5 separate regions of the Mus musculus genome follow, and all the other regions are linked to region 5. A link is a contact called in public HiChIP or PLAC-seq, Micro-C and promoter capture Hi-C data. All regions are on one chromosome and are shown on one strand. The core of a region is the stretch at or near the end of the contact, and the rest is flanking DNA. Distances in the headings are between cores, read along the strand shown.

Region 1 (4,842 bases), core at 838-3,337, 150 kb before region 5:
GATTGGCCCCAAGAAACGGGTAGAACTTTAAAATATATATTTTTTGAAAACTTGTAATTAGATTTTAAATGTATTTCGTGTGTGTGTGTGCGCGTGCGCGCGCGCACATACGCACACACTGTAGCACACACTGTACTACTCATCTGGAGGTCTGAGGACAACTTTCAGGAGTTTGTGCTGTCCTTCCACCATGTGGCTTCAGGGGACTCATCTCAACTCATCAGGTGTGGTACCAAAGGCCTTTACGCGCCTTGCAATCTTGCTGGCTCTAAGTCTTTCTTTTAAACAGCTTGTACATGCTCATAAAACAAAACCCGAAAGGAACAAAAAGGTTTTATATTGAAAATTTAAAAGTAGGTCACCTCCCAATAACCCAGTTCTTCTCCCCAGAGGCCACCACTGGTATCACTTTCCGAGTATTCGGTGCAGACAAGAACCGTCAGTCTCCCTTTACCCCTTCCCCGTCTTTATTCTGGAAAAAAATTTAAATCAACAAGGTCGCAAGGATAGTCCAGTAAACACCCTTTCCCAAAATTCACCAATTAACAATTGGCCACATTATGTGAAGTATTTTGCAAAGATGATTATCACCTAATGCTTGCAACACCTTACATTCATGTCAGTTTTGTCCATGTGGTCAGTGAGGTGCCAGTGAGGGCAAAAGACCTGCCCACAGCTGGATCAGAGCTGGGCTTTCCCCTCAGGCTGCAGGCACACTTTGATCTGGGCTCCTTCATTCCTGATTCCTTGTGCAGGAGAGCATTTCTTTCTCAAAATGGAAATGCACCTCCCCGGGGTAGTCACCAGATGACCAGTGGAAAAGTACGCAACTCTGAAGGCATTTCTCTCCTAAAGCCTCCTTGTGACCTGAGCGCAGCTGCTCTCAGTGCCACCACCTGCTCCAATATCACCTCCATTGTGAAGAATGAGTTAGTTCAGCCTGTTAAAAAACACAGGCTGACTTCTGGAACTGCCAGCCAGCTGAGCCTGGAATCTCAGGTCAAAGTGATTCCTCCTTTCTGTCTTGCCTCCCTCACTCTTTCCCTTTCCTCTCCTCCTTAGCCTCCTTATAAAGGTCTCATTACGGTCCAGACTGGCCTTAAACTCTCCACCCTCCTAGATCTACTTTCAGAGTTCTGGGACCACATACTCCTTTCTTGTTCCTCCTCCCCACACTTACACCTGCATACCTTGGGAACAGTTCTGCATGCTCTCTGCTTAGATCCATTTCACTGCTGCTGGGAACAATTTGCCTCCTAAGGAGCAGGGGTTGTCCCCCTCCATCCCCCTCCCCTCCGCCCATTCTGGACTCCTCTGTCGTTTCCTTTCCAAGTGGCCTTTTGCCTGGGAGTCTGGACAAGAGTGGCCTGTAGTATATAGTTCAGGCCCTTCTTGCAGAGTGACCTTGCACAAGCTATTCGCAGTGTCTGAGCTTTTGTCTCCTCAAGCACAAAACGGAGGTAAGAGTGCGTACGTAACTCTAGCAGAATTGGGCTCCCATAATAGAATTGACAACTCCTCACGGCTGCTGACATCTTCTAGTCACCTCGGAAACACTACGTCTTATTACTTAACTGCTCCGCGCGCCTCAGTTTCCTTACGTAAAACCGGAATGGTCACGGGAAGGTTATGGAACTTTAATGATCTAAAACACGGGAAGCACTTGAAACAATTTCTAGTCTTTATGGTGGCATCTGGGTCGACCACAGACCTAGCACACAGTAGGGGCGCAGGCTAGACGAGGCAGAAGGCCGCAGCGAAGAGACTACGAGAAAGACAGGGGCCCGCAGGGAGACCGCGGAGATCTCCGGCGTCCTTCCGGGAGCAGCCCAGCCCAACGCCGCAGCTGTCAGGCCGCGGGCGGCGGCGCCAGTCCACCAAACCTGAAAGTTCCATCCCAGCGCCTCCACCTTCCCAGCCTGGACAAGTTACCTTGCGCCCGCTGCTCCCGGTCCCGCCCCCGTCATCCATTGGTCGACGGGTTTCTTTGTTAGCAGGAGCGTGCGGGTGCCATTGGCTCGCGGGGCTGCCGGTTGCGGTGCCCCGCCCCACCCCGCCCCTCCCCGAGTGCGCGCGGCGCCCAGCTCGGTTCGTTCGCGGTGGCGGCGGGCGCCGGGTGAGCGCGACGGCTGGACTTGCCGGCCGGCGCCTTGGGGGCGGCCGCGGTGGAGCCAGCGGCCGGAGGCCGCGTCCGTCCATGGGCCCACAGCGGCCGGGCGGCGGGGCGGGGCGCGAGGCGGCGCGCGCGCTCTGAGGCCGCGGCGAGCAGGCGGGGCGCGGCGCGAGAGGGGAGGCCTTTCCGGGCCTGCGGCGGCCAGCGCAAAATGCGGCGGCGGCCGCGCTGAGTCCCCGACCCCCGGGAGAGCGCTGGGCCGTGGCGGCCCGCTCCGCGGCCGCCTAGCCGACATGTCGGCGGCCAAGGAAAACCCGTGCAGGAAATTTCAGGCCAACATCTTCAACAAGAGCAAGTGTCAGAACTGCTTCAAGCCCCGCGAGTCGCATCTGCTCAACGACGAGGACCTGACGCAGGTGAGCTGCCGCGGGTGCGGAGCTGAGAGTCCTGCCTGCGAGTCGTGCCGGGGAGCGCAGAGCCTGCGAAGGCCAAGAGAGAATAAAAATGGAGCAGGGAAAAAAAATGCGTGAGAGTTGGGGGATGGGGTTGGAATGGGGGCGGGAAGAGTATCGATAGAGCTGGGACAAAGGGAAAATCCTCAAGAATGCCGAAAAATAACATCCTTTCCCGTTCCCATAGCTCTGCCGTGTGATTCATGCTTGTTGGGTGACTCAAAAAAATGTCTGGTTTCCCTGGATAGGAACAAAGTGGGGCTTGCTTGCCACTTGTCAGTACTACCCCCCCCCTCGCCCCCCTCGCGACTTGTCTTGGGACTGGACGCAGACTTGGCCACCAAACTGTCCCAGGAATTGGCATGTTTGCGTGGGTCACCAGTTTCCATCTTGTGGAATAGAGCCTGCTCTCCTTCTAAGTCACTGTCACCGTCAGGGTCTGAAGAGAGATGAGGTGTTTCTCTTCAGATGGGTGGGTCTTGCTCTTGAACTGAAGGTAGGAATAGCTTTTGTCGAGGGGTAGGGGCTTCCCTTCTTGGTTTTGCTTTCTGGCCCAGGAGACCAAGAAGACCTGTACATTCTGGGGAAAGTTGGTTTCCCCCTCTGTCTGCCCTTAATTTGTTAGTCAGGATTTTGGACCAGGTTAGACGCTCTTCCTAACCCGTGTCAAAGTCACAGTCATGGAAAACAGAGTTCCAGACCTCCAAGTCACAGTCATGGAAAACATTGTCCTAGATTGCCAAAGACCTCCAACCCCGGAGCAGTGTAGGAGATTGGGAATTTGTGTTGGTACAAGGTCTCCAATTTGGGCAACTGGCCCTTGGGAACTGGTTGCTCTCCCGTTTCTGGTGTTGAGGATTCCTGGCCTTGTTTGCAGCACTTTGGGAAAGCACTATATATCCTGCTCCCCTTTCCCCTCGCCCACTTCCTTTGCCCCCTGCTTGCTGACTTCAGTGGAGTTCCCCACACGGTCCAGCCAGTGCCACCTAGTTGTAGCCACTCCTTTTGGAAAGAGCTGTTTAGACTGAAAACATTGCTTTGAAGTGCCCTGGTTTGGCTGTTTTTAAAGCCTTTATGGGCAAGCAGGCAGGCAAGCAAGGTTTGACTTGTTTTATGGGGCAAACTAGAGTGGAGTAGTAGGGCAGGGGTTATGGCCTCTTTCTCTGAGGTCAGATTTCCAATAGCCAGGAAGCAATCAGGAAGCTTAACCAGACTCTCCAAGTCTCAGTCATTGATTTGTGAGAATGCCAAGGGCCTTAGAGACCTGTCTATTTGGGAAGGGTAGGACTCTTGAAGAGAGAGAAATGTGATTTCCTCTTCTCATTTGGATCCTGTTCAGGGAAGCAGTATATGGGATATGCGGTTACTGCTTGTGACTTTCTGAGGTCTGACCTTGAATGAGGCCTTTACCTCTGTTTTAATTTCCGTATCAGTAAACTGGTAGTGGTGATATGAAAAACAAGAAATATGTTTTATTGAGCTTTCCCCCTTATAGTTTAACAAACTGAAAAACCACCCATAGAACAGTCAACTTTGATTTAAGAAGTTTCTGGCCTTGCCAAAGGCTGTTTTGAGGGAGGTTTGTAAGTTTCCAGGTTATTTGAAGCAACTGCCTAAACTGGCAATTAGTTATTTATGCTACACACGGGCTGTTTTTCTGATTCTTAAATGAATGAGAGGAATTTAAATGTTTGAGTCTGTTAAAAAAAAATCTGTCAATTATTAGTTTAATTCAAGGGATGAAGCAAATTGAAAGTATTAAACTCTCAAGTTTGTTGTTTTCAAAATGATTGCACTTTGAAACAGGCCTGAGACCTCCAGGGCACTGGAACAGTAGTTCCTAAAATACTGGGTAGGGTTATTTGTGTGGGGAGAGATTAGCCCAGTCTTCTAGCTCCTGGGATCTTTCAGGAAGGAGCTGCTCTTGAAAGGAGAGCGGGGAGGCTGGAGGCTCTTGCCAACAGCATTTGTCCCTGCTCTGTATCCGCTTCTCCCAGAGCAGAGCCTTTTGCTCTCCTTATGACTCCATTAGAAAACCTCAGCCAATTGGTTCCTGTCAGCCTCCCCCAACCCCCTGCTTCCTGCTGCCCCTCCCGCCCAGAGCTTATTTTAGACTGTCCAAGCTGGAGGATACATCAGCCATCATCAAAGCCACCCCCTCTGTAATAGTTGAGGATGTGAGTCTAGGGAGGCAGGGACAGCTTCTGCTCTCAAGGATGTCATCTTCCCAGGAGCATACATTCCTTTCAGCCTTCTGATTTGAGCTTTATTTCCTCA
Region 2 (4,514 bases), core at 232-2,731, 140 kb after region 5:
CAGGGAGGAGCCTGGCATCACATACCTGTAGATTTTAGACATAGACTTGGTGTCAAGGAAGCTCTGTGGCTTTGTGATCCTGGGGCTGCTATTATAGCCCTGTAAACTTTTGTTTCTTTTTCTATAAAATGGAAAACTAAGATATACCTTCCAGAGTTTCTCGGTGGATTAAATGAGGGTTTTAATGGTTTCTCGTCACTTTCATTCCACAGTAGTAGTGATAGCTACTGTTTGCTAACACTGCCGTTTTACCATGCATTCTCCCAGATGTCTCCAGAGGTGTCTTCAAGTCTTTTCTGGCACACCTGGTTCCATCTTAGACCATTCTCTTCTCCCTTCTTCCTCAGGAATCATGGCCCTTCCCCTAAGGTGGAGAGGTCCTGGGTTAGAAGGAAATCCTACAGTTTCCTGCAGTGAGAAATGTTCTTCTAATCAGACACTTAGTTCCACAGGGGCCTGTATTCCCTAACTCCACTCCCCCCACCCACCTTTCCCTTTGGGTGATTAGCCCATTGAGTCATATTGAGAAGTTGTGTTCCCACTAATGGGATGAAATGCACCTAAGCCTGAGATGGAAGAAAGTGGCCATTTTGTTGAGTGTTTCTGCTATCTTATCTTGAGTTCTGGTGCACTCATTTTCAAGAAATAAATAAATCACCTTGTTTCACTTTGTTTCTGTCTTCTTTTGAGCAACACTGAGATTATTCTTTTCCTGACAGTGCCTCTGTTTAGAGAACTATCTGCAGCTCTGAAGAAAACAATTCTGAGACCTGTAGCTAAAAAACCTGAAAACACCATTGTGAAGTTCCACGTTCCTGCTTCTTTTTGTTTCTGAGATGTGGGCTCCTGGCCTCTCTTTACTGACATGGTTCCTGTCATCAAAGACAGATGTCCTCTCCCAGTTGACAGCTTCCCTAATCCCTGATTTTTGTTAGTCAGAATCAGAATTACTGCTACCCTTGTCCAGAAAATTTTTAATGGAGCCCATTTGCTTGAAATGAATAAATACAAGCCTATCGTAAAGTTCTCCTATTTGGTCCAAGATCTTAGTCTTATATACGTATGTAGTCTGGCACCTGCTAGATGCATACCAAATGCTTGAAGAACGATTAGTTTTCCCCTTGGCAGCCGTGTGGAACTAGTTTGTATGGCCTGTTTTGCTGTCGCCAGTCTGGGGCCCTCCTGGAGGCTAGCATGACACAAAGACGTGTAAGTCCTTGTCATCTGGATGCTCGCTGCCGCAGAGCCTCAGTTTCACACGGTGCTCACCAGCGTCATCCGTTCTTCCTGCCAGTCCCGGGGGTCCTCGTTGGTGTTTTGACCTCTCTCTGTCATGTGAACTAGAAAGATGACTGGAGTAGATTCCCTAATCCTGACTACTCAATTTAGCTTTCCCGACACCCGTCGCCTAGCAACGCCCGCCCGCCTACGCCCAGGGCGCAGACTCAGAGTTTTTTCCCGCCCGGCCTCCCCGGGCGCGCAGTTGTGACGCAAGCACCCAGCGCCCCTCGGCAGCTGCTGGACTCCTGGTGCTATGGCTTCCTCTGGGGTGGCGGGTGGGAGACAGGCCGAAGATACGCTACAGCCACCGCCCGAGCTGCTGCCGGAGTCCAAGCCGCCACCACCGCCTCAGCCTCTGCCGGTCGCTGCGCTCCCGCCGCCGGCGGCTCCGCGGCCTCAGTCCCCCGCTGGCGCGAAGGAGGAGAATTACTCCTTTTTGCCGTTGGTTCACAATGTCATCAAATGGTAAGGGTCTAGGAAAGGTTAAGACACCACTTTTTGCGACTCTAGTGTCCCTGGTTCCGAGCTGCCAAAGCCCGTGGGCTCTGGACCACGCCCCATTTTCCCAGAGGGCCCACGTTGTCAGGCGCCTTAAGAGTTACACTTTACTCCCGGGTGAAGCCCACGTACTGATCAAATGCATAGATAGGTTCTGCAGTGTCCCATCCCAGATCCTGCAGTGACTTGGGGATGGGTCTTAAGTCCTTACACATAGCCCGAAGGCAATTTTATACAGTTGTTTTAATTCGCCTGCGTTTTGACTGTTCGCATGAAGCCCAGAGCGGAATTTCTCACTTGTGGCATTATATGAGCCCCGAAAAGTGTTCGAATTTTGGTGGACCTCAGACGTTCAGACTCGAGATTCTCACCGTGTACACAGTTTAGTACCCATTTCAATGCGAGGCATCTTACCTGTGTGGGCTCTGTTAGGTACTAGGGTTGTACACCGTAAAGAAAGGAGCAGCCATTTACCCTTACAGGGCTTAACGGTTACAAGCAAAGAAAAACAAACAAACATTCTTAAAAGTGGAGAGATGGCGCACACCTTTAATCCCAGCACTTGGGAGGCAGAGGCAGGCGGATTTCTGAGTTCGAGGCCAGCCTGGTTTACAGAGTGAGTTCCAGGACAGCCAGGGCTATCCAGAGAAACCCTGTCTCCAAACAAACAAGTGGAGAGGGGAGAAGTGATGCTAGGAAACATTTGAAACGAAGACACAGAAGTTGCTCTGAATGATTGTGTCCCACTATTAACTTTATTCTAATAATTCTAATAGAATATACAAGGATGTATGGTCTTTTAGGCCCAAAGTCTCCAGTCTCCATGATGGCCTATGTTTTTGCTCACTCCATATACGCTTGGGTCATTTCCAAGAGGTACACTTTTTGGTGCAAGCATTCTCAAGTGTGCTTTGATAAACTTAGGTGACGCGGAACAGTTACTGCCTGGTGCCTCTTTGTGCAGTCAGGATTCTTAGCAACACTGGGAGTTGGACAGGTTGGTGGGTAAGAGCACTCGCGGTACAAACGGCACAAGGATCTGAGTTCCAATCCTCAGCGTCCACATAAAAAGCCAGTCATGGCTGCTCGTGCCTGGAGCCCCAGCGTCCCAGCGCTACAGACAGATCTCAAGAGCTCTGGCCAGGCTGCCTGGCTGACACTGTTAACTTCCTATTTAATATGAGACCCTGTCTCTAGGCAACAAGGCGAAGCGCTACAGTATAATACATCCATAAACTAGTGACATCATTATTTATTATCATTATCAAGCATTAAGAACTACCTGTAATTGTATAGGTAATACTTTTTATCCATCAGGCAGTATACTTTTTTTTTTTTCACACTCTTGTGAGTGGCGCATTCTGCTGCAACATTACCACAACTACTTTGTCATTAGGCAAAGGAAGGTTTTGGTTACATTATAAGCATTAGACAGTTACTGAATATATGATCTGGCATTAATCAGGTTATTTAGCACATACCTGTATAGCCACAGGACACTAGGTGCAAACCTCTGAATTTCTTCTAAACCATTAGATACTAAAAGTAAATTAAGACAAGATTACAGTTCCGGTCACATTTAGGAACATTGGCAAGCCCTCTTGCTGGAGCTGAGGCAGTCTGGGTTTCTTGCTCTGGTGGTTTGGTGTTTGTCTTAGGACTGCTACTGCTGTGCTGAAACACTGACCAAAAGCAAACTGTGGAGGAAAGGGTTTATCTGACTTACACTTCTGTATCACTTTTCCTCACTGGAGGAAGTCGGCAGCAACCTGCAGGCAGAGGCTGATGTAGAGGCCATGGAGGAGTGCTTTCTTGCTCAGTGCGCTCTCTCTTCCTTTTTTATTGTGTTTGTTTCTCCTTGTATTCCTGGCTGTTCTGGAACTATTTTTAAGCCAGGTTGGCCTCAAATTCAGAAATCTGCTTGCGTCTACACCCCTACGTACTGGGATTAATGTCATGAGCCACCACTGCCCAACTTCAGCGTGCTTTCTTACTCTAGTAAGACCACCAGCCCAGGGTGACTCCCCACAGTGGGTGGGGCCTCCTCACTGTAATCACTAGTTAGGATGCTCTTCAGGCTCGCCTACAGCATGCTTCTGTGGGAGCATTTTTCCAACTGAGTTTCCTTCCTCTCTGCTGACTCTGTGTTAAGTTGACATAAAAGTGGGATAGCACAGCGCTCATCTGCCGCTTTTCAAATGACTGCAAAACCTTGGTTCTCACGTTCACTCCTCTCTTGGCTTCAGACAACGTGAACCTCCCGTATGCAGGGTAAGGCAGACTGTCCCCTCTGTGTTAGCTGTTGGCAAATACATTATGAGATGGAAGTGAGGAAAATAAAAACCATCTCAGGGCAGTGCTGGAGTACTGGTTTATTCAGAGTAACTTGCAAACATTAAAAACATGGGAAATCAGAACACAGATGTATACACATTCACCTATACCTCAGGAAGGATCCTCCTGACCCGGAAGAGCAGTTGGGTTGGGCCAGCCTCAGTGACAGGAACACGATGTGAAGTCAGAGGGTCTGAGGTCAACTCTCTGCTGAAGCTTGCTTTATCATCTTTGTAAATAGTTTTCCCAGGTGGTAATTTTCTGTCTCGATACATCAGTAGTAGTTTGATCTCAGTGGTGGTGCACACCTTTAGGCCCCAACACTCAGGCCACTGAGGCAAATCTCTTGAGTTTAAGGCTAACCTGGTCTACATATCTACTTCCAGCCAGCTAGGAACATT
Region 3 (4,841 bases), core at 1,727-4,226, 170 kb before region 5:
GTCCAGCCAGTGCAGAGCCTCCGGGATCACAATCCTCACTTAGGGGCAGGCAGTATCAGTCAAGCGCTGCAGTGGCTTTCCCAGTCCCAGATGCCTTAATATACAGGGCTCCCTCCAGGTCTGCCCTAGGCCACACCCAGGGAGGGATGAAGTCCTTAGCCTTTGTAAGATGCCAAGCAGGATTTCAGCATTCATGTGTGGATCCTGAACAGCCTGATGTAGCATATCAGGATAGGGCTGAGGACAGGGGACACACGGGGTCCACTGTCTATGTGTAGAGCTTCCGGCCATTCAGAGGAAGGGATAGGAAGAGCAGCAGCTTGAGCCAAGAACAGAGGGGCAGGTGGTCAGGGAAGATAGTGCCGAAGAATAAATAGTCAAAGGATCACCATGAATTCACAGCGAGTTGGAGCTGAATTCAAGGCTACCTTGGGCTACAGTGTTAGACCCTGTCTCAAAAAAAGGCAAAAAGAGTCTGAGGACACAGCTCATTTGGCAGAGTGCTTGCCCCAGCATGGATGAAGTCCTGGGCTCCATCTCTAGTACTAGTGATCAAAACTGCATGATGATAGATACCTATGACCCAGTGTTCATGAGGCAAGAAAATCAGGAGCTTGGGGGGAGGGGCGATTGACAGGGCGTGTAGGGGCTGGGGTGGGGTGGGGAGGCTATTCATTCTCTGCCACATGTGAGCTCCAGGCTAGCCTGAATACATGATGCATTGTATCTATAAACAGGAAGGAAAGGGGGTGAGAGGAGGGAGAAAAAGAGGAAAAATTCTCCTCAAACCATGTCTGTGTGAAATATAACAGACTTTTTTTTTATGTCATTACATCCTAAATAATATAGCGATTTGCACGATTACATTGTGCTGGGTGCTATGTGCAATCTAGGCAAACTTTGAAGTCCGGGAGAGCATGTGCATCGGGCCTTGAGCGTCTGTAAGTTTGAGCGTCTGCATAGGCCCTCCAACCAGTCCCCCAAACACTTAAGGACTGCAGTGTTTGGTCACTCCCTACCTCCAGGTCTCTCTGACTCCAGACATGAGCTGATGATGGTAAGACTTTGTAGCATTAAAGCGTGAGAGGCAGAACAAACGGGGCTGAGCTACGTCCACTGTCCATCTATCTCTGCGTGTACCCTGCTCCCAGGCTGTTTGGCATGACTTGGGGCGGACTCCTTGCTCTGATCTCAGCTCCTTCCTCCTGCTCCCCGGCTGGCTTGTTTAACCACTGTGGGTGTTCCTACACTGAAACTAGACAGTCCTTGGAGTTCTCACTAACAAGTCTGGGCAAGTGGAGGCCAAAGCCTGACCTCAACTGCTTACCCATGTTCTGTCACCTCCAGCCCGAGGCTGCACCACCACTAGATGAGGGGCTGTGGTTCCTAGGTTCAGATGTGGGCTGGCTGTACCCTTTTGTAGAGTCAGGCTGAGAGCCAGGGCCATAACGTAGTGATCCCCAGCCTGCATCTGGTCAGCACATGTGCTGAATCTGGCAGACAATTTCAATTTTTTTAAAAATTGAATTCATCGCCAACATTTGAATATCACTAGTTTCCTTGTAGAAATACATTTAAAAATTTTTTAAATTTATTGATTAATTGATTGAATCTTTGTAAAAACAGGTCTGCTTTCCAACAAGGTACCTTTGTCAGAAAGGGTTGAGGCTTGAAGGACACAGTCCTCTTACCAAGCCGCTCTATCTCTTGATGCTGTATACCCAGCTCTTAGGCGTCTGAGTAGTAATCTAGAACTTTCTTCTCATTGCATGACTCAGAAATGGTAAGAAGACTCTAAGTAAGTCTAACAAAACACTTAGGAACTGAACTGTATCCTGCCCCCACTACAGGTCTCAAATCTCTTCAGCAAGATGGATGAGAATTCCATACAGCTAGGACAGCTGGAATTTTGGGGAGGCAAAGATACATTCCCAGAATCCCCCAGAGTCCTGAGGACACCCACACCCTTTGTCCCAGCCACCGTAAGAAAGGCTACACTGATAAAGGCCCTGGGCAACCGGATGACAACATTCTTGGACTCAGATTGAGTGGGAAGGGCCACCTGCTCAGCACATAGCTCAGGGCTGCCAAGAGGGCAGTGGCTGTTGGGCTACTGGAAGCAGGGGTGCCAGCCCTGCTTGGCATTTCAACAATGCCACAAGTACCCAAGCCATAGTAGGGAAGCCACATAGACTCATTCTGCAAGGACTTAAGGGGAAAATGCCACTCTTGTAGGCGGGGATTCTGGGTCTGCCCACCCGCCCCGACTTAGCTCCTTCTGAACATTGTTATCGAGGAGGGAATACCTCCTCATAAACCCGAGGCACAGACAGGACTGGCTGACACGGTGCCAGGCAGGGCCTTTGGGAGCATGGTCAAGGGCTGGCATGACCCAGTTAGTAAATGATGTGAGCCAGCCGTTCTCCTCATCTGCAGCCCACAAAGGAGTCTGAAATGGCTTCTTCTCTAGGCCAACGTTGTATTATAGTTGCAGTGCTCCAAATGCTGTCAGCGTGGCATAACGAAGGCTTTGTCACAGGTAACAGCAGGGGAAAGTCCACAGGGGATAGGAGAAACAATAGGTCCCTTCCAGATAGCCTCACAGGTCAGGGAAATGTGGTGGCTCTGGGTCACAGAAAGCTTCACAGTCCAAGATTATTTTGTCAGGTTTACCAGGAGGGTGTAGCAGCAGTTGTAGAACATGTTCAAGTTCAGGTCTTGGGACCTTTGGTCAGTGTTTTGCGTCTCTGAGCTCCACCTTAGGTAGGTATGACTCTCAGTCCCCTTTTGAATCTGTTTGGAAGACTGAACAGAATACTGAATGTAAATCACTGGCCATCAGTGGCTAAACGGAGGTGACAAGCTAGCCCACACCATAGCTCCCAAACATGTTTAATCTCTGAGCTTTGGGGTATGCACCACGCTATCTATCTTTCAAGCAGGAAGTGACTCAGGCACCCATCCCAGTGGTTAGCATGGGAGGGAGGAAGTTCCTCTTTAGTGTTTGCGGCAGGTCATCTGTGGTTGGCTACAGTGGCTGGGGATACAGGTTAGGCTAAGTGGGGTGTGGCCAGACCCTTTTGCTCTCAGGAAACATCTCGTACTTTTGCTGAGCATTGGCCTTCTGGGAATATAGACAAGAAGGCATCACACAGAATGTAGCCTTGTAGACCAAGGCTTGGGAAATGTTTCTGTTTATATGGAACAGGAAGTTGGGAAAAAATACTATGGACTCTTTTTTTTTTTCTTTAATACTAGGGCCATCTCTCCCTTTTGTGGGACAGCAACTCATTATCTCCCTTTAATGTCTTGCTATGCACTGTCTCTTTCGATGTTTATTTCCACTTTTTATTAATTTTTATTTTTTTTTTTCAGACAAGATCTCATCTTCCTACCCAGGCTGATTTTACCCCGTGCATCTCTCCAACATCAGCATCCCGAGTGCTCAGTTACAGGGATAAGCCACATGCCTGGCTTCTTTCAACATGTATTTTAAAATGTATTTGCTAACATTAAAATATGAAATCTGGTCGGGTGGTGGTGGTGCATGCCTTTAATCCCAGCACTCAGGAGGAAACAGAGACAGGCAGATCTCTGAGTTGGAGGCCAGTCTGGTCCACATGATAAATTCCAAAGTAGCCAGAGCTACAGAGTAAAACCTTATCTTCTCAACAATGTGTATGTGTGTGTGTGTGTGTGTGTGTGTGTGTGTGTGTGTGAATGTGCGTGCTGTACCCATGTAACAGCCTATAAGTTGGCCACAGAAGAATGGTAAAATGGTATGTCCACAGGTACCAGGAGGGTGAGTCTTGAAACCACGAGGCTGGGTGAAGGCTGCAGACCACAGATCATATGCCATATGACTTTATGATGTGAAAATGTCCAAACAGGCAAGCCAAAGAGTCAGAGGCCAGATGAGCGTGGGGAGCAGAGAAAGGTCTGAGTGAATGTGTGTTGCTGAACACAGCCATGTCAAGGACCCCAGTGCCTCAGACCCATGGGAACTGGCAAAGCCTTCATCTGATCCGAGTGTGAATATAGACAGTGTATTCAGAAACGATCAACCAACTTCCTCCTCTGGGATGACTGCAGCCCAAGACTGATCCCCTACAAAGACTTCTCAGAAAGATTAACTAAACATGTCTCCTGTTTATGTGTATACTGTGAGCCTGCTTCCTTATCCAGCTGTATATGATAAACCCTCTACCTTGGCTCAGAGTATAAATAAAGGTGCTGGGATTCCCCACTGTTGGTGGCACCGCTGGTGCCCTCCACTAGGGTGAGCACAGCCCACCTGATCCCAGCTTTTCCGTGTGTATCCTTTCTTCATCCCTTCAACGCCCCACTTAGGTCAACCCTTACAGCTGTACAGAATGTGGCACATCAGCGGCTGGAGTTGCAGCCCAGTGGAGACATAGATGGCACTGGCGTGAAGAGAACATGTAGGAATGGGAGACGTGGCTCAGCAGTTAAGAGCACTTGCTGCTATTGCTGAGGACTCGAGCTCAATTCCCAGCACCTATGTCACATGGCTTCCAACAGCCTAGCTTCTGCCTTCAAGGGACCCGACACTGTCTTCTGGCCTCTACAGGCACTGCACTCATATGCACATCCCCACACATAGACACATAACTAAAAATAAATTAACAAAAAATATGTAAAATGAGGCTGTGGTGGCAGTTGCACGCCGAATGGGACAGAAAGCAGAAGAACAGATATCTAGGCATAAATAAGGTACATGAATGATACCTCCATGAAGATGTGGATTAGTCTGCCAAAGTGTGACCAAGTGTCACCGACTGGGCAGCATTTCACATGTGAAATCGCTCTCCCCATGCAGG
Region 4 (4,434 bases), core at 1,768-4,267, 200 kb before region 5:
TTTCTTTATTCTGTCAATCCTCTCTCGACCTGTTGCCCATGTGTGAGCGACATAGGTAAGAATCTTCAAAAACATTTCTGCCCCATGATTTTTTTCAAATCTCAGGTTGAGGAGAATAGAGTTGAAATTAAAGCTTGTTATGTAAAACAATTTGTAATTTGAAAATGTAGTATTTTTAAGGACAGGACAAACTAAATCCCATGACCTTGCAACTCAAAGAAAAACAAGAAAAAGAAAGAGAGAGAGAGAAAGAGAGAGGAAGGAAGAGAAGAGAAGAGAAGAGAAGAGAAGAGAAGAGAAGAGAAGAGAAGAGAAGAGAAGAGAAGAGTGGCCAGCCAATCCATTAGAGACAAACAATTAGTACTCTTAGGAGACATTATTTCTCCTCTCATTTCTGAATTTGGTTCATTTCTGAATTAGGTCCATTTTAAGAGATGCATCTTAAATGAACTCACTGTTCAGACTAATTGCCTTTCCCTATACCCAGTACAAGAAAAATCTCCTGAGAGTTGTTTCTCCAAGTTATTCCTTCCAACTCCTGGGAATGGGGGCGGGGGGAACGCAGGGAATTCAGTATTATAAATAACTTATCTTAGGAAGAACTCTCTAGGAGCTGCCTGACTTCCTAATGAGCCTGAACCCTTTAAAAGTCTCCTCCATTCACTATGGGGAAGAAATGCTTGGGTGGGAACAGGGAGTCTTTGTCACCCCCTTTCTAGGGAGTAAGTGTGGGGTGACAGTTTCTGTACTGGGGTAGGTTGCCCGGTTCAGTAAACACAATGTGTTCACCATGTCCTAAATAGCTGAACACTTACTTCCAGGACAGGCTTTCAAAGAAAAACAATGTTTCTCTTTCTCCTTACTTTTGCATTTTACCTGGTAAGTGAGAGTAAACACCAAGCCAAGGTTTGACCGTTCTTGTGTTTAGTCCCCAGATATCTGCTGTGTAACTATGTTACAGTTTCCAATCAGCAGAGAATCATTTTTGTTTTTGTTTTTCTCTTCGGACAACCCTCTTTGATTTTGCCATCCACAAAGCTACTGCTATGGTTTAACTATGCTCCTCCAAAGTTCATGTGTTGCACCCTGACTCCCCTGGGCAGCAGTGTTGAGTGGGAGCAGGTTCTGTTAAAGGTGTTGGGTCTCAAAGTCTCTTCCAGAGTGAATGCTGCTATAACCACAGGACTGGGTAAGTTATCACATAGGTGAGTTCCAAATAAAACAATGACCCTGACCTCTCTCTCTTCTGTCTTTCTACTATGGAATGGTAAAACGAAAAGGCACTCACCAAATGTATCCCCATGACCCCGAGCTTCCCAAACTGGAGATAAGTGTAAATCAAACACATTTCTGTTTGTTACAGATCATCCCTTCTCCCGTATTTTGTGCAGCAGTGTGGAATGGGCCATAAAAATGTCCCCAGCTTTTCCTGAACACTTATGATTGTACACCTCTCAGCTTATAGTATATACTGCTACAAACATTATTAGAATATTTGGGTTTGCTACTGGCAATGAATTAAGCCCATTAGTTTGTTTATACTTCAAGCATTCCGAGAGTCTGTATCAGACAACTTGTGAATTGTTAGGAAGATCTGTTTTCAATGATTTTGCGGTTGGGATTTCACCAGATAACCATGAATCAAGGTATTTCTTTGGACAAGAAAATAACCTCTAGCCTTCAATTAAAGAATGTGGTCAAGGGAACTCACCCTTTGCCATTGTCTTTTTGTATCTTGGAGCATGTGATATTTATTTTCTACTTCTTCTATTTTTCATTCATTGTATTACTGGATTCCCTTTTTTAAACTGGAAGCAAAGCGTGGTTTAAAGTGTAGCCATGAGACAAGTAACAGGCTGTTGACTTGTGGCATGCGGGGTATGAGGGAGGACAGCTGCCAGCTTCTGTTGCCCAAGAACATGGCTGCGACTTTTCTTAAGAGAAAGGCCAAGCACAGAGAACCATGTGCGGGAAGATTTCAGCCTTTAGCAATCATTTTTCTTCTCTTGGGAAAAATGCCCTGACTCCCCTTTCATCTGAGGGCCTCACCTGGCTGCAACATCTCAATCCTGGACTCGGTCTCTTCATGCATCTCTCAGAGATGCAGGTCATTCTGAGGAGAGGTCTTTGCAGCAAACAGGGCTTGGGTATTCCTAAGCATCCTCCTGACAGGTGAATTCCTCCTTGCAGACCAGCATCTTAGAACGCTGGGGCTTCAGGAAGCTTGAAAATCAACATGTCTCATATTTGTGAGACATTTTGCTCTTTTTTTTTTTTCCTTCCTGTGTGCCATAATTTTCAGAAAAACTCCACACAATGAAAGCTACTTTGGGTCTCTTAGGCAATGTCACTTGAATCACTAGGTCACAAGGTGAGACCAAATCTTTAGCTTTTCAGAAGTCAGAACATTTAGGACCATGGGCTCTTAGTTTCCTGGAAGCATAGTTAGTCACTGTGAGTAACTTGAATGCCAACGTGTGCCTCATTCCCTTTCCACCTGTAACTCGTGGCACAAGATCATAAGAACAATAGCCTAGGTTTTTATGCAACTGATCTTTGATGACTGAAACATGGACATGGGGTGAGGAAATGGGAGATCCAAGCAAACTTCTTGAAACAATTTCACAAAAATGAAAAGGTGATTGTATCAAGTTTTTGAAAATCACTGCAATGTTAGAAGACTCTGGGAAAGTGACTTTTTAAAATGTTACTTTATTTCTAAAAATATCAATAGGTGCTCCATTTTTAAACTAAAAAAAAAAGATTTGAACATTTATCCGTTTACCTTAATTAAATGGATTAGAGTGCTCTTTGGGGGATAGTTTGAGCTTCCTTCCATGGTAGACAAATATCTTCTCCTGGTACCTCACCTGACAGGCAAGCATTAAACAAGTCGCTACAGTTAAAATATTGATGATGTGGTGAAATACGTCCCTGCTGGGGGACCGTTTGTGTCCAGATCATCTTGGCTTTTTCCTAATGCTTGTGTGTCATGCTTTCTGAACAGGTCACAGCTGATGGAGAAGAACAATGAGAGCTCTGGGGAGTTTATTCTCCTGGGCTTCTCTGACCAGCCCCGGCTGGAGATGGTCCTCTTTGTTGTCTGTACGGTCTTTTATTTTCTAGCTGTCACAGGCAACTCAGCCATCATCTTCCTCTCCCTCATGGACCTCCGGCTACACACACCCATGTACTTCTTCCTCAGCAACCTGTCCCTTCTTGACCTCTGTTACAGCACCAGTAGCATCCCCCAGTTCCAGATTAACCTCTGGGGCCCACGGAAGACCATCAGCTTCGTAGGATGTGCTGTTCAGCTCTTTGCCTTCCTGTCCGTGGGGGGCATCGAGTGCATTCTCCTGTCAGTTATGGCCTACGACCGCTTTGTAGCTGTCTGCAAGCCACTGCATTACCTGACCATCATGCACCCACAGCTGTGCCTGAAGCTGGCAGCCTTTGCCTGGCTCGGTGGCACAGCCAGCTCGACACTGATGTCCCCACTGACCATGTCTCTGGGGCGGTGTGGTCATCGCCGTATCAACCACTTTGTGTGCGAGATGCCGGCTATCATCCACATCTCCTGTGTGGACACAAGCTGGATAGAAGGCCTAATTTTCATCCTGGCCATCCCTATTGTTCTTGTGCCTCTCATTATGATCCTGGTCTCCTACGGCTACATTGCTGCCGCCGTCCTGAGGATCAAGTCTACAGCTAGTCGGCGCAAGGCCTTCAACACCTGCTCGTCACACATGGCGGTGGTGTCTCTTTTCTACAGTAGCATCATCTACATGTACATGCAGCCTGGCAATTTGGCAAGCCAGGACCAGGGCAAGTTTCTAACTCTGTTCTACTGCCTGGTGACCCCCACGCTAAACCCTTTCATCTACTCTCTGAGAAACAAAGACATGAAGGCGGCCATGTTGAAGGTTCTGGGAAAAGATAGAAACCTGCTCGACCCGCAGGGCACTGACAGGACCTGGAACTCACCTCACTTGTCCATGTGTTTCGGACCCATAGTGAATCATAGTGACAATAAGCCAAAGGTGGCAACGATGTGGTGTCTTGTATCCCATAGGTCCCAGATCAGTGATGTATATTACTGTCTGCAGGGAAGGGCCTCCATTTTATTCAAGGAGATAGGACTTCTTACAAAAAAAAACCCCAGCAAACTGACAGAAAAAGACCTGTGGCTTCCTTTTTTGCACAGAGTGGAGGAAATGATTTATTTACAGCTAACCTGTGATGCTGTTCAGACACAAGAGGAAGGAGGCACCGTCTGACAGAATGTGTGCGCATGTGCCTGTGTGTCAGAGAAGTAATGGGAACACTTGCTCTCTCCCATAGAAAGCTGTCTCAGTTTTCCAGCTCTATTGCTCCACCCTGTGGAGCAAACATTCCCATGTCCTCTGATGGTCACCAGCCAACCCTCCTCCCTGT
Region 5 (4,850 bases), core at 2,114-4,613:
AAGGCTCTAAATAGAGGCAAGTGGACACTTTCTTCTTAGGTCCTCATCCCCAGAAGGCCAGGCACAAATACAGCCAAGATGTGGCCCATCAGACAAGGGCAGAGCTGTGCACTGCACAAGTAGCTGGTGATGGAGCTGTGCCTTGGTGGTCTCTAGCTGCCTCCTTTGAGATGGCACTCCCGTCGGCCGCTGTATCTCTAGTGTTTCTGCAGTCAACTCCCTGAGCTGATAGGCCGCCAAGCACCAGACCTCCTAGCCTGGAATAGGATTAGCAGCAGCAGCTATAAACAATTGCTAAGGCGGGAGTCACAGAACTTGGGGATACACTTGCCCACGGGGATTCCGACTGCAGCATGAGAAAGAGTTGCTGGAGATCCTGAACACGCCGCAGACCTTTGTCCACCTCGTTCTTTCTGAGCACTCGGCCCCCATGTGCCTGTCCTTACAAACTAGCTCACACGGACCAACACCCCCAACCCAACCAGCTCCCACTCTGTCACTCGCCCTAGGCTTGGGACTTATGTTGCTTGTTTTCCCTTTACAACTGCTAAGCCCCTCTCGGTGGAGACTTTGTCTAGTTAAACACAGTCCCTTCTCTGTCCACTGACGTTCCCAACACAAGGAGGGCCCCAAATGACTTGCTCATCGAGATGACCACTGTAATTGCAGAAACTGGAGGTCACCAAGGAGGCTCAGGCAGGACCACAATGAAAACGGAGCCTACGAATTGAAGGGCACAGAAGGGACTCAGGGATCACTCCATCGAGGTCGAGGACTACTATGGTTTAAGGATCATGGTGGCACACATCTGGAATGGATGCACCAGATGCCAGCAGGAGAATCACTCAGCTGTAGCTACATGGAATGTCCCAGGCCAGCCTGGGCTACAAGAAACATGAGACACTGTCTCAAACAGAAAAAGAGCCCAGTGTGGAAGAGGATATGAAGCAACCAATAACAGAATAAAGACGCTGGGGAAATAAGAGAGTCAGGACCCAGGGCAGAAGCACGCATCCTGGAAACGGGGCCACGTCCTTCTTAGAGGGGCATGCAAGGAGGAGAAATAAGCACCCTTCAGCAAAGCATGCACGTGCACGGCCCAAGTACGGAGTGTCAGTACCAACCTTATGCTTAGCACATCACAACTGCACCATCCCGCCTAGAGCAGAACATGTACGAGGCCCGCCGGAAGAGTCAGGTAAGCAAGCTGCACTATTCGAATTCAAAGACTTGAGGTTGTCTAGAGAAAGAGAAAACAAGAAAACAAAAAATCAGACCAAATTCTGAGAGCTAAAGCTCTTGCAGCGTGAGTCGGAGCAGCTAACAGTCAAATCAGGGACTGTCAGGAGGAGCTGGAGATTTGTATTTGTTGTTGTGCTTTGGATCTTAAAAAACAAAAATCGTGCCGGGTGTGGTGGCGCACGCCTTTAATCCCAGCACTTGGGAGGCAGAAATAGGCAGATTTCTGAGTTCGAGGCCAGCCTCTTCAACAAAGTGAGTTCTAGGACAGCCAGAGCTACAGAGAAACCCTGTCTCAAAAAACCAAAAAAACAAACAAACAAACAAAAAACAAAAATTGTGGGCTTGAGAAATGGCTCAGTGGTTAGGAGCACTGACTGCTTTTCCAGAAGTCCTGAGTTCACCTCCCAGCAACCACATGGTGGCTCACAACCATCTGTAACGGGATCCGATGCCCTCTTCTGGTGCTGACTGAAGACAGCTACAGTGTATAAATAAATAAATAAATCTTTAAAAAAGAAAAAAAGGGGGTTTGTCCAACAAGAGTTTCGAATCTTCTGGTTACTCATTCCTCAGCCCAGGCAGCCCCTGGAAGACTGTAATGGAACCTACATGACACTCCATTCTGCAGCCACCGAGAAACCTACTACCTGAGTTTCTAATCCTTCCCAGCCCGTAACACCAACTGTCACTTATCCTCTGGAAATCCTCCTGGGCACTGGGCAACAGGCTTCTCTGACGGGATTGCATATGGCGTCTGAATTCCGGTGAGGAAGGAGCCTAGGTCTTCTGTTACTCTCCCAATCCCAATGTCTACCACATTCTTCTACCACAGGAGCCGGCTTCTGGGAGTGTGCCTAACCACCCTTTCCTAGTAACCTTTCGAGCTGAAGACAGTCTCCTCAGCGTCATACTTTGAGAGGCAGGCTGTGCATGTACGAGATTTGCTCCCGCTGTCTGAACCACAAGCCTGGCAAACGAGACCCACACCATCCTTCCCTGGTGTGCCCTAGTTTTTCCTCATCTCTATTTCTTGTCTTCTCACAGCACCAGGCCACTAAGAGTGCCTTGTAGGCAAACAAGGGGTTACAAGGATCTCCACGGAAGTCAGCAGGAGCTGTAACTGTCTCCCACAGGAAACTCACTGATCCCCCTACTACACTAGCTAGTATAGAGTGGGTAAGAAACTCAGCAGGGAACTTTATCTCCAACTTAGAACCACTCCCCTCTCTACTACTGCCAACTTCAGCAGGACTTCCTTTAAAGAGCACCCAGTCACTTGACACTAGCAGAGCAAACACTGTCACGTGCCATGTCCTCTCTACTGTTTAATGACAACTATGATAGCTCGGCACTGCCAGCAATACACTAGCTGTAGTCTTTCTCTCTGCCGGACACCATGGGTGGTACCAGGCTTCCCCACCCCCACCCCCGAGAAATGGAAATTCACCCTATACTTGCAGTAGGTCCTCCTGGCCCCCTACTGTTATGGGCCACTTGTGACCTCAACGGCGATCCACTGGCTAATCCCAGGGCTAACCATTTCTTCCAACGCATGAGGACGAGTTACCCTGTTAAGAGTGGAGAGAAATGAGGTGTCTTGCCTGCCCTGTCCTCAGACGGCCATCCTGCTAGAAAACGGAGGTTGACTGGCAGGGCGACGTCCCCAACAGTATTCAGTCAAACTAAAGCAATTACCCCAAACGGGGGGTGGAACCTGCCACCTCCCTCTCCCAGGTGTTTACCATCCGCGCTTTCCATTCAGCCCTATGGCCCAACACCAACCCAGCTGGGGCGCTTGCCGCCGTCTCCCGGATGCTGGGCCGGAACCCGCTCGCAACTGTCCTGGGGCTGTCGCCACTGTTCTGCCCCTCGGCAAGTGCTAGCCCGTTCCGCAGGCCCTTGCACTGAGCCTTAGCGCGTGACCCAGCCGGACCGAACCATCCGCAGGCCGGCAGAGGGCAGGCAACGCCAGTGACTAGCCGGAGCGAGCAGCGTTGCGTCCCCCGCAGGCGACTAGGATGTGCGGAGCCTTGCTGTGTCACGTAATGCTCCTCCAGGCAAGGAATCCAAGCCCCTCGGCCACGCGCGCCCCTCGGCGCGGCAAGTCGCCCCGCGGAAAAGCGTAGATGGTTCCGGCCGCCGAGAGAAGCCATTCTGCAGGGGTGACGTCAAAACTGACATTTCAAAAAAGTCAGAGAGAATTAGTCAGTCCATGCCCTGTCCCTACCGAAGAGGAAAGATTTGCGGAAAATTTCCTCTGGATTCTGGGAGTTCTTGGGACTCCACTCCCTGCCTGTAAAGTTGCAGATCAGAGAAACCGTCTCCCCTTCGAGAGAAGTGGAAGGTACGGACAGGTCCTGGGAGGGAGGAGGGTACAGAGCGAAGCAGGACCACGCATGTGCACGGCTCAGTCTTGCCCTGAGCCGGCCCTATCTTTGCAAACTAGCTTTCAAAACAGTTCGTGGATTGTGGGGTTGTTTTCTCTAAGCCCTGGGTTTGATTTCCCGTTTGGGGATGAGGGATGGAATATTATTTAGCTACTTAAAAATTAATTTTAAGCCGGTCAGTGGTGGCGCACGCCTTTAATCCCAGCACTTGGGAGGCAGAGGCAGGCGGATGGATTTCTGAATTCCAGGCCAGCCTGGTCTAAAGAATGAGTTCCAGGACAGCCAGGGCTACACAGAGAAACCCTGTAAAACCAAAAAGAAAGAAAGAAAAGAAAAAAAAAGGATTTTAAGGGCTGGAGAGATGGTTCAGCGGTTAAGAGCATTAACTGCTCTTCCAGAGGTCCTGAGTTCAATTCCAAACAACCACATGGTGGCTCACAACCATCTATAATGGGATCCAATGCTCTCTTCTGGTGTGCATGAAGAGAGTGACAGTGTACTCACATTTTAAAAATAATAAAAAAAAATACATCTTTTTTTAAATGAATTTTAAAGCTATTAGTGCATACCATGGGCCCTTGAAGACAGATGAGAACAGAGCTCTGGGCTTGAGCCTGTAACTAACGCTGCCAGCTGTACACAGCGGCCAGCGCTGCCAGCCTCCGCTGTGTACACGAGGACGCCCAGAATGTGGTTATCCGGAAGTGGGAAGCTTCAGATGAGTAGAAGTTGATGAGTTGGTATCTGTTTGTTTTTCAAATCACGGGGATCGGATTCCTTTCTCTCTATTTCAGCTTTCGTGTTTTGTTGGAAGAGGGAGCAGGAGGAAAAAAAATATGCAAACTTGTGTTCTATAACTTTGTTTACTGCCTGGTAAAGATTAAGGAGTGCAGGGTGGAGTTATGGTGTTAGGTATTGTCTTGTGTGTGTTTATTTTTACCAATCCGATTATTCCTGATACTGTGAGTCATCTCCTGTCCTCCACGAGGCTCTTCCCTACCCTTCTCCAAGACTAGAGCAAGCAGACAGCAGAAGAAGAAAGCAGATACCTGACAACTAGGGGTTAACAAACTTAAGCAGGATAAAACAGCTTTAAGCAGACTGCCACTCAGGATATAAGTGAAACCAGTTGCAACTCCCCACAGCGATGTTAGGAAGAACCAGGTCAGCTCTGACTATGGCTCTGAGAACCAGGATCCTGTATTGCGACCAGAGGATTTG

Evidence for each region. Promoter capture Hi-C pulls out the DNA fragments that hold promoters and counts their contacts. A called contact is a pair of places that touch in the nucleus more often than the background predicts. HiChIP or PLAC-seq counts read pairs in DNA pulled down with a chosen protein or histone mark.
Region 1: a Micro-C map of embryonic stem cells shows a contact between it and region 5, with 4 times the contacts expected there. The contact joins the promoter of Mprip here to the promoter of Flcn in region 5. A contact is called at or near these places in 9 of 39 promoter capture datasets (the 3T3-L1 cell line, 3T3-L1-derived adipocytes, cranial neural crest and 5 more), 5 of 484 Hi-C or Micro-C datasets (cerebellar granule neurons, embryonic stem cells, muscle stem cells and 2 more), 9 of 115 datasets of contacts at active chromatin or transcription factors (bone marrow-derived macrophages, double positive thymocytes, effector CD8 T cells and 6 more) and 3 of 9 other capture datasets (adipose tissue, embryonic stem cells and liver).
Region 2: a contact with region 5 is called in an H3K27ac HiChIP or PLAC-seq map of embryonic stem cells, with 18 read pairs. The contact joins the promoter of Med9 here to the promoter of Flcn in region 5. A contact is called at or near these places in 1 of 39 promoter capture datasets (erythroid cells), 2 of 484 Hi-C or Micro-C datasets (embryonic stem cells and nephron progenitors), 3 of 115 datasets of contacts at active chromatin or transcription factors (embryonic stem cells and memory CD8 T cells) and 2 of 9 other capture datasets (liver and pancreatic islet).
Region 3: an H3K27ac HiChIP or PLAC-seq map of extraembryonic endoderm stem cells shows a contact between it and region 5. The contact joins the enhancer-like site here to the promoter of Flcn in region 5. A contact is called at or near these places in 4 of 39 promoter capture datasets (the C10 cell line, the SN4741 cell line, cranial neural crest and 1 more), 1 of 15 datasets of contacts at CTCF or cohesin (stem cell-derived epiblast-like cells), 5 of 484 Hi-C or Micro-C datasets (the HL-1 cell line, the HPC-7 cell line, bone marrow-derived macrophages and 1 more), 20 of 115 datasets of contacts at active chromatin or transcription factors (the 230-238 cell line, the HPC-7 cell line, the NIH/3T3 cell line and 13 more) and 3 of 9 other capture datasets (adipose tissue, liver and pancreatic islet).
Region 4: a promoter capture Hi-C map of macrophages shows a contact between it and region 5, with 6 read pairs. The contact joins the promoter of Olfr225 here to the promoter of Flcn in region 5. A contact is called at or near these places in 16 of 39 promoter capture datasets (the 3T3-L1 cell line, 3T3-L1-derived adipocytes, the C10 cell line and 11 more), 1 of 15 datasets of contacts at CTCF or cohesin (stem cell-derived epiblast-like cells), 4 of 484 Hi-C or Micro-C datasets (the HPC-7 cell line, bone marrow-derived macrophages and cerebral cortex), 18 of 115 datasets of contacts at active chromatin or transcription factors (the 230-238 cell line, the HPC-7 cell line, the NIH/3T3 cell line and 12 more) and 3 of 9 other capture datasets (adipose tissue, liver and pancreatic islet).

Annotation. Positions count from the first base shown.
Region 1 is chr11:59,660,420-59,665,261 of GRCm38.p6, forward strand. Mprip (myosin phosphatase Rho interacting protein) reads left to right here and starts at 2,088. Exons shown (of 24, transcript NM_001368931.1): 1 at 2,088-2,529. The coding sequence starts at 2,407.
Region 2 is chr11:59,946,733-59,951,246 of GRCm38.p6, forward strand. Med9 (mediator complex subunit 9) reads left to right here and starts at 1,482. Exons shown (of 2, transcript NM_138675.3): 1 at 1,482-1,746. The coding sequence starts at 1,535. Med9os (mediator complex subunit 9, opposite strand) reads right to left here and starts at 1,415. Exons shown (of 2, transcript NR_045273.1): 1 at 1,092-1,415; 2 at 160-364.
Region 3 is chr11:59,634,210-59,639,050 of GRCm38.p6, forward strand. It overlaps Gm33998 (a long non-coding RNA gene), which reads right to left. Exons shown (of 3, transcript XR_388694.3): 3 at 833-2,805. Among named protein-coding and RNA genes, the nearest start is that of Gm33998, 6.7 kb to the right of the region's middle. Within about 2 kb of position 2,977, at least 115 of the 459 cell types and tissues checked have an H3K27ac peak or open chromatin away from gene starts, as enhancers often do. A contact at or near this core is called in the 230-238 cell line, the HL-1 cell line, the HPC-7 cell line and 5 more, where this site is marked.
Region 4 is chr11:59,609,949-59,614,382 of GRCm38.p6, forward strand. Olfr225 (olfactory receptor 225) reads left to right here and starts at 3,018. Exons shown (of 1, transcript NM_001011740.2): 1 at 3,018-4,277. The coding sequence starts at 3,018. The coding sequence ends at 4,277.
Region 5 is chr11:59,806,676-59,811,525 of GRCm38.p6, forward strand. Flcn (folliculin) reads right to left here and starts at 3,364. Exons shown (of 13, transcript NM_146018.2): 1 at 2,985-3,364; 2 at 1,125-1,240. Gm16062 (predicted gene 16062) reads left to right here and starts at 3,405. Exons shown (of 2, transcript NR_045686.1): 1 at 3,405-3,586.